Linked DNA regions of Zea mays: region 1 is linked to region 2. The links are chromatin contacts, called in public Hi-C maps. All regions are on one chromosome and are shown on one strand. The core of a region is the stretch at or near the end of the contact, and the rest is flanking DNA. Distances in the headings are between cores, read along the strand shown. Region 1 holds the start of LOC100280059. Region 2 holds the start of LOC100381867.

Region 1 (3,814 bases), core at 526-3,025, 420 kb before region 2:
AGGCGGCGGATGAGGAGGAGAAGGAGCGGCGGAGGAGCGCGCCGCCGATCCGGCGGAGGAGGGCGCGCGAGGAGGAGGAAGCGGACATGGCCATGGCCTAGACCAACTGAACTGAACTGAACTGTAGGGGGTGGGTGGATGGAGCAGTCAACCAACCAAAGCTTCCCTTCATTGGAGTGTGCGACTCGGCCGCTTTGTCATCAATGGATTTGGACTGACGGAGTGACGGGGATGTGGATGCGACAATGGTTTCTGCCGATTTTTTACTTGGAAGGAAAAGTTCATGTAACTTAAAAAAAGAGAAGTCCTTCGTGTACCACTCATCCATACGAATGGAGTATGAGTGTACGAACAACGTTAATCTACCGTTGTTGTTGTTGTCCTTATTTTAAACTAATAAATCATAGACTACTAGACGGCCTTACTTGTATTTGAGTCTATCAATAAAGTCATGTATAGCAACGCTCTACAAAAAGTATGCATACAAATATCCACAAAAGTCTATTTGACTACCTCGTGTAGATTTATGGAAACTCTCTAGTAAATCACGGTCATGTCTACAAATTAGATCATGATCTAACAAACTAAGGATTGTTTAATTTACTGTCTAACTTGCCACGATTTGTCACATCTAAATTTAGCCAAATTTGATCAAATTGGTCATGTGTTTGGTTTGAAACCATAGTTGTAGCAACATTTTTTTCCTGCTACATAGATCTTACTCGTCAATGACTGGTAAAAGTATGGCAAGATTCTTTTAGACATGGCAAATTGTGGCGTAGAATTTGAACGCCTAACCTTAGTCACATTAGTCAAGTGTGGCGTAAAATTGCGTGGCAAGTTTTGGCACCATAGATATAGAACCAAACAACCCTTAACTATGTGTTTGGCTGCATGTATTTGCTGGTGCTTACATGATGGGATGTAATGAGCTGGTGTTTGGTTGTTGTTAACCAGGCTCTACGCGTGCGAGGTGTATGTTTGGTTACCTACGTATAGAGTGAAACCAGACTCGCACGGTACTTAAAGCACTCTAGACCAGGCTCTATAGACGCGAGCAAATTGGTCGTATCCCTGGAGCCAGATTCCCGCAGTCCTGGCTCATGCAGCCAGACTACAGAGAGAAGCAAACAGGCTATAAGAGACTCGCTTGCACATTTACACATAAGATCTCGCCGTCCTGGCTCATGCAGCCAGACTACAAGGAGAAGCAAACGGCTATAAGCATATTTACACATAAGATCTGATTGAATATTAGGTATTGCCTAGTTGCACTCAAAATGAGCAATATCCCATCATTCACGAACATATCCTCTTGCTGTTTTTTTTTTTTTTTTTTTTGCATCGTTGGAAGTTGACTGGTGGACGAACTCCGCGCCGCCGCCGTCCTGGATGACGCCGCACGCACGAGGTGCAAGTGCAAACGACCGCGTCCGAGTCCGGATCCGCCACCACCGCGCCCTCGCCGCACTACAGGCACGTGGAGCCCATCGGCGGTGAGCCGGAGGCTGGAGCACGCGCGGCGGTGGCGGCAGCGGCTGCGCTTGCGGCGGAAGGAACGGGGTGGGGATTCGAATCGAAGGAGCAGCGGCGATCTACTGTTCCCTTGTATTATGCCCGCAACTTTACTTCTCAAAGCCAAAGGTGTGCTGCCCACCCTGGCCTCCCCTTCTCCCCCGTCCCGTCCCCCCTCACCTCTCCTCTTTCTGCTAAAAAAAAATACTCTCCTATACTATACTAGTGCCAAATTGCTTCTGCATTCTCTTCCCTTCCTGCATTTCCTCCTCTGTCTCATCGGGGACCCCTGTCCCTCGTGGCGACGGCCGGTCGACCGCCGCTGCCGAGGACTTCGCCGGCGACGACCACCCCCACGCCCACTACATGTACGCTTGCCCGCCCCACCCCGTCTCTTCCCTTTCACTCCCTGCCGTGCGTTAGCGGAACCGGCCACCTAAACCCTAGCTGGATCTGATCTAATCAAGAGCCTGTACGCTCGTGTATTATGCCTACTGATTTGCTTTATATATTTTTTTTCTTTTGTTGTTGATGCAAAAATTACCGGGGTATGCACTACCGTGTCCGCTGCGTGCCCCTGATTCGGCGGATCAGTCAGTTGAGGCTGATCGCGCGATTAACCGCGCCGATCGTCGCTCCTGGAGCTAGCGCTCGCCATATGTTTTCAAGGCCTTGTTGTTCTAATCAGTAATCGTACAGCCTCGGCATGGCAAAGTGACCACCGGCTGTGCTATTTTTATGTATATATGTACGTTATCGTTACCAAATTCGATTTAAGTGGGAGAAATGCTCACTGTTAGTTTCACTCGTGATGCACGTTATGCTCCCCCTACCGCTCTCAGTAATTTGCCACTTAAAATCTACTACAGTATGTTATTTGTTCATGGACACAACAGTAGGTGCACCTGTTGCCTCTGAACCTCACATCATCTGTCCAATGTTTCTTTGCTGCACATCATCTGTCCCCACTTGTGTAGCATATATAAATTAAGTAATGAATGAATTCATGTTTTTGAGGTTGAACATTAGTTTCAAAAATAAAATACAGGTCGTTGGGAGACAGAACCATTGTGTCTCACTCTGAACTACATATACGACCTTACAATGCAGAGCTACCTGTTTATTGCGTTGCATATTCTGCAGACCGTTCAGCCAGAAAATCATGAAGAAGCCGGCGCCTTTTTTCTTGATTAAGCACCACACACGACTAGCCATCCTTTGAAATATAAAAAATATCAGTCAGATACTTTGCAGCTCCTTTCCTTCATACCAGTAGCCATATAAGTATAATTGTCTTTTGACTTGAGTGATTCGAGTAGCTGTATTCTGGCTAAAACATTTTGCTTGATTGTTTTATGCCACCTATGTTCCTCTCGCCCCAAGGGCAAGAGGGAGCACCTAGTCAGCGCTCGTAACGTATTTCTTGTGGTTTTGCTGGTTGCCTGGCCCTTTATCCTTTGATCAAATATGTGAGATGGTTCATTGTTCGATTAGGGACTACAAATTGGAACTTCACCATTAGTTTATATCTCTGAGACATTACACCATTAGGTCATACATCTGCATTAGTTCTTTTTACATTTTCCTCTATTCTGTCCTACTATTTTGTCAGGTTGAATTTTATCATCTGGCTAAAGTAACCAATGCCACTTACTGAGTGTGCCTGTACATGCTGTCAAGTTTATCGTTGTTAGCTAATTGGATTGACTTACGTTACTTTTCCACATTTGAGGAGCGATTTTTTTGCGTTATTCAGTACTTTTTGTTCTTCATTGTCACTTTACTCATAATATTTGGTGATAGCTACAGTTATTCTAAATACTGATAGCGAAGGGAAACCATGGGAGAATGTTGCTTATGACCTCTTGCCTCTGTTTTTTTCTTCTTCCATGTTTTATGTCCTGTTTCACTTGTTGTACTAATTGAGTCTATGGAAGATGTTTTTAAAAGTGTGAACTTATGTTTACTGTATTTAATAACCAAATAGTTTATTACAATATGGTTTGTTTGGTCTATTATACCTATTTGCTGCTGAAAACCTGAAACTACTGTTAATCTCTCATGCAGTATATGTTGAAGAATGGCTTGGAGCTAACAGTACTGACACCAACTTTTGGTTATGATCAGAAGCGACTGGAGTGCAGTAATGAATCTCTAATTGTTTGCAATATAAGAACCAGATACCTCATTCAAATGGTTTTTCCATGTTACAGATTGGTAGCCAAGAACAAAGAGGTTAGCTAGTGGTGATATGCGATAAAGTTTTCATATATACAACAATAAAGCTGAGAATTGTGGT
Region 2 (3,825 bases), core at 634-3,133:
CCTTAGAGTCTTAATAGGTAGTATAGATTTATGCACATCATGTATATATTCACGTAGTACATGCATGCATGCACGCATGGTACTATACGGTCTACGGCGGTGTGGTGGTGGACCTGAGCATATCGTCGCAGAGGGATGGAATGGAGGAGGTGTCCACGTCACTGATCGCGTGAGCTCCCTAGGCTTATACGGCCGCGCCTGCATGCTTGGACACTTGCTCATCATCAATGCACTGCATGCATGCTTTTGTTTTGTGTTTTTTTTTGTCAAAAAGATAAATAATGAGGCACGCATGCATTCTATTGCTACTACTGTAGTACCACTTGCTTAGCATGCCATGCATGTACCACCTCACCAACTGTTTATATAAAATATATTATCTTGTTCTCGAATATTTGTCGCTTGCTATCTAATTTATTTCTGAACTAAACCACAACAAATAAAAAATAACGAAGGTAGTATTATTAAATACCCAATGCTGGTGTTGTTTGTGGTGACGATATTATAAGTTCCAATTGTCGCTGTTTGGCAAGAAGAAGAAGAAAAAACACGCAAACAGGAGTACGTCCTCGATCGTAATCATCGAATGCATGCGGTGGTCTATTCCAAAAACCCAAACAAGATCTTGGTTCATTCCTATCATCGTCGTCTACAGCAGCGCGTCAGGAATGAACAGGAGAAACCGTGATACATGCTTGCTTGCGCTGCTCTGCTGGGGTCTAGTAACATATATATGGCGGCGGCACCGATGCATGCAGCAAGGATCATGTACGTCTACGACGGCGCGCGGCCGGCTTGGCGGTGCGCCATGAATGAATAATGGGTGGCATGCATGCCTTGTTTCCGTCGTCGTGACGTACGCTCATGCATGTGCAGGTCACTATGCATGGCTAGCTACGAGCATCAGCATTGCATTTCCAACCATGCATATATATTTAGTATTCATGCATATGCATGCATTGTGTACCAATGAAGCTGGTTTAGGTCGTTTGCTGCACCGGAAGGTAGAACACGTACGCAGCCCATATAATTTGCCATGCTGCATGCAGGGCCAGCTTTGGGGAATCACACGAAGCGGTCCTTCAATTCGGAGCCCATTATTCGAATAAAGGCCCAGATTCTAACCGGGCCATGAAATGGTCTGTCCATCTCTTTGGGCCATAAACCATGTACCATGACCCGGGCCATGGAAATGGCTATGTATATGCATGATGATGATATGGACCAAATATCAAATGGGCTATAATCGGCGCGTAATGCATCCGAGATTACGGTGGATAGAAACAAGAGTAGACTAGACGGTGATGGTGATGCATGGAATGCATCCGCCCTGTCCCCTCCCCTCTCGTACCTTACAACGCACTCGAGTTGGCTGGGTGTCATTTGCTTACAAGCCATCCACAGACAGAAATGGCAGCTAGCGCCTCTTTCTTGGCACACCGCGACCACCCGAGAGGTCCAGTGCTTCACTCAAAAGCATCGCACGCACCCTGCAGGGACTGGAGCACAATCTGCACCATGCTGCATTGCGTGTCTTCAGTGTGGCGATCCAAGCACCTCTCTTCATATATTGACGATCATGATCAGGTCCCAAAAGGGCAGATGGAGACCAGCTACATACTAGATGTCAGTGTCTCCATAGATCATGCACTAGACTAGTAGAGACGGAGGCAGCCAAGGGAAGGGACCGCATTGTTTCGAAGCAATGCAAGCCCCCCCAGCCGAAACCGTAGCAGAGGAGCCAAGTCACTTGCAACGCAAACCTTCAAGCGCCCTTCCCTTCCCTTCCCTCCCAAAACAAGCCACACCACAGCACATGCATACATATGCAAATATATAAATACGTGCTACATTGATTATCACCACCACAGCTCACTCGCCTCACCTCACTACAGCACCACACAGCTCTCCTCCGAGATCATCCAGCAGCAGCGATGGCGTTCAACCCTACCCCTCCAGGACTTGGCTTCCCCTACCTCCCTCCGAACCCTTACCTTCCAAGACCACCACAGCAGCCCTTCCCGCCACCGCGACGCGCTCCACCACCGCCCACCCTACCACAACCGCCTCCTCCGCGCCGTGCTCCCCCACCACCGGCTCTGGCACCGCCACCACCCACAATGCCGCCACCGCCACCGCGCCGCGCTCCCCCGCCTCCCACTCAGCCACCGCCGCCACCACGCCGCGCTCCTCCACCTCCCACTCAGCCACCGCCGCCACCACGCCGCGCCCCTCCACCTCCCACTCAGCCACCGCCGCCACCACGCCGCGCTCCTCCACCACCACCGTCACCACCCATCCGCCCACCACCACCACCAACTCCTCGGCCTCAAGCGCCACCACCGCCTCACCTGCCCATGCCGCCTCCGCCGGCGCCCGTGCCGCCTCCACCTAGCCCCCCGCACCACATCGTCATCATCGTGGTGTTCGTCTCCCTGGGCGGCCTGCTGCTGCTGGCATGCCTGGCTGCCGCGCTCCTCTGCTGGCACAAGAAGAAGAAGAGGAGGGGGAGGAAGGCAGAGGAGGAGGAGGCCAAGGCCGAGGTGCTCAACTTCAGCGACCACGTCCACGTCCACAAGCAGACCGTGCCCGGGCCGGCCGGGGGCGCGAGCGCCGTCAGGCTGACGGTGGACGAGGACGTCAGGTTCCAGGAGGCGGTCAGGAAGCAGGACGCCATCGGCGAGTCCTCGAGCACCGCCCCTTGGACCTGGCACAAGAAACACCAGAGCGGAGAGGAGAGGAAGACGGAGGTCATCAACGTCACCAAGCACAAGCACGTCGACGAGATGATCGTGCCTGGGCCACATGGCGAAAGGGTTGAGGTCCTTTCGGAGGATGAGGACATCAGGTTTGAAGAGGCCGGCGAGAGCCAGGAAGAGTATGACAAATCCAAGGCGCGCATAACAAAGTCCTGAGATGCATGATGATGCCTACTGCACCCAAGGCCCTTCAACTTGAGGCCAATACCATACCCATACACACACACATATACATACTACCCTCCCATTCGTTTTCGGTATTTTGATAAGATTCTATGTTCTTTCATGTAAATGAAATAAGGGCGTCATGTCCCCATCTGATTGATTTCAATGTGTAATTTGTATGCCAGCATTTGTATATGAGCAGCTCGTGTGAAACAACTTCCTCACTCCTCAGTAATGAACTCCACTTCTTAAGATGTCGGTTAGTGGCTTGCATGTTGCGCCATAACAAAGTGTGCTCATACATACACACAGCCCTTCTGTTCACATTCTCCCCAATTGTGTCAAGAGCAGGAGGACTAGAGCAGAAGATGAGCACCGCAGCACAAACGACTTTACAGGGTAGCCTAAACATAGTATCCAGTACTTGCCATCACTACATAACACATCAAAACCCTAACTGCTGCGTCTACTACCTAGTCGATTGCGATAGGAGTAATTCGCCTCTTAGCAGGCTTACTAGATGCGCTGTTCTTCGCTGCCGGTACCGCTGGTGGCGGTGTCACTTCAGCTGCCACGGGTATGGTTGCCTCCTTGCCTTTGGTATCATCGGCATCTACTTCCATACTGTCTATTGTTACCGGCTCCTTGTTTTCACAGGTTACATTTCCTTCGGCAAGCTCTCCTGTTCCTGAATTTTCAAGAGTTGATTCTTGTTAGTGCCTTCAAGAAAATACATGGGAGTAAAGGCTGCAAATAATATGGTCCAACATGGCTATGCATATGCAGTAATTCATTATGTTTTTATTATAGACTTACTCTTGATGTTCTCAGTTGGCAGCAGTGGTGCTCTAACTCCTACAGCAACAGGACTGGCTTCCATCTTAAGCTTGTTGGCACTATT

What was found. Hi-C and Micro-C count contacts between places; a contact is called where the count stands out from the background.
Region 1: a Hi-C map of tassel shows a contact between it and region 2, with 4 times the contacts expected there. The contact joins the promoter of LOC100280059 here to the promoter of LOC100381867 in region 2. A contact is called at or near these places in 2 of 25 Hi-C or Micro-C datasets (ear and tassel).

Annotation. Positions count from the first base shown.
Region 1 is chr6:7,691,538-7,695,351 of Zm-B73-REFERENCE-NAM-5.0, reverse strand. It overlaps LOC100280059, which reads left to right and starts at 1,775. Exons shown (of 5, transcript NM_001152999.1): 1 at 1,775-1,883; 2 at 3,583-3,750. The coding sequence starts at 3,720. LOC100282392 reads right to left here and starts at 150. Exons shown (of 8, transcript NM_001155303.2): 1 at 1-150. The coding sequence starts at 94.
Region 2 is chr6:7,269,162-7,272,986 of Zm-B73-REFERENCE-NAM-5.0, reverse strand. It overlaps LOC100381867, which reads left to right and starts at 1,883. Exons shown (of 1, transcript NM_001174652.1): 1 at 1,883-3,147. The coding sequence starts at 1,935. The coding sequence ends at 2,915. It overlaps LOC100194325 (chromatin assembly factor 1 subunit B), which reads right to left. Exons shown (of 13, transcript NM_001139363.1): 12 at 3,741-3,825; 13 at 3,175-3,612. The coding sequence ends at 3,398.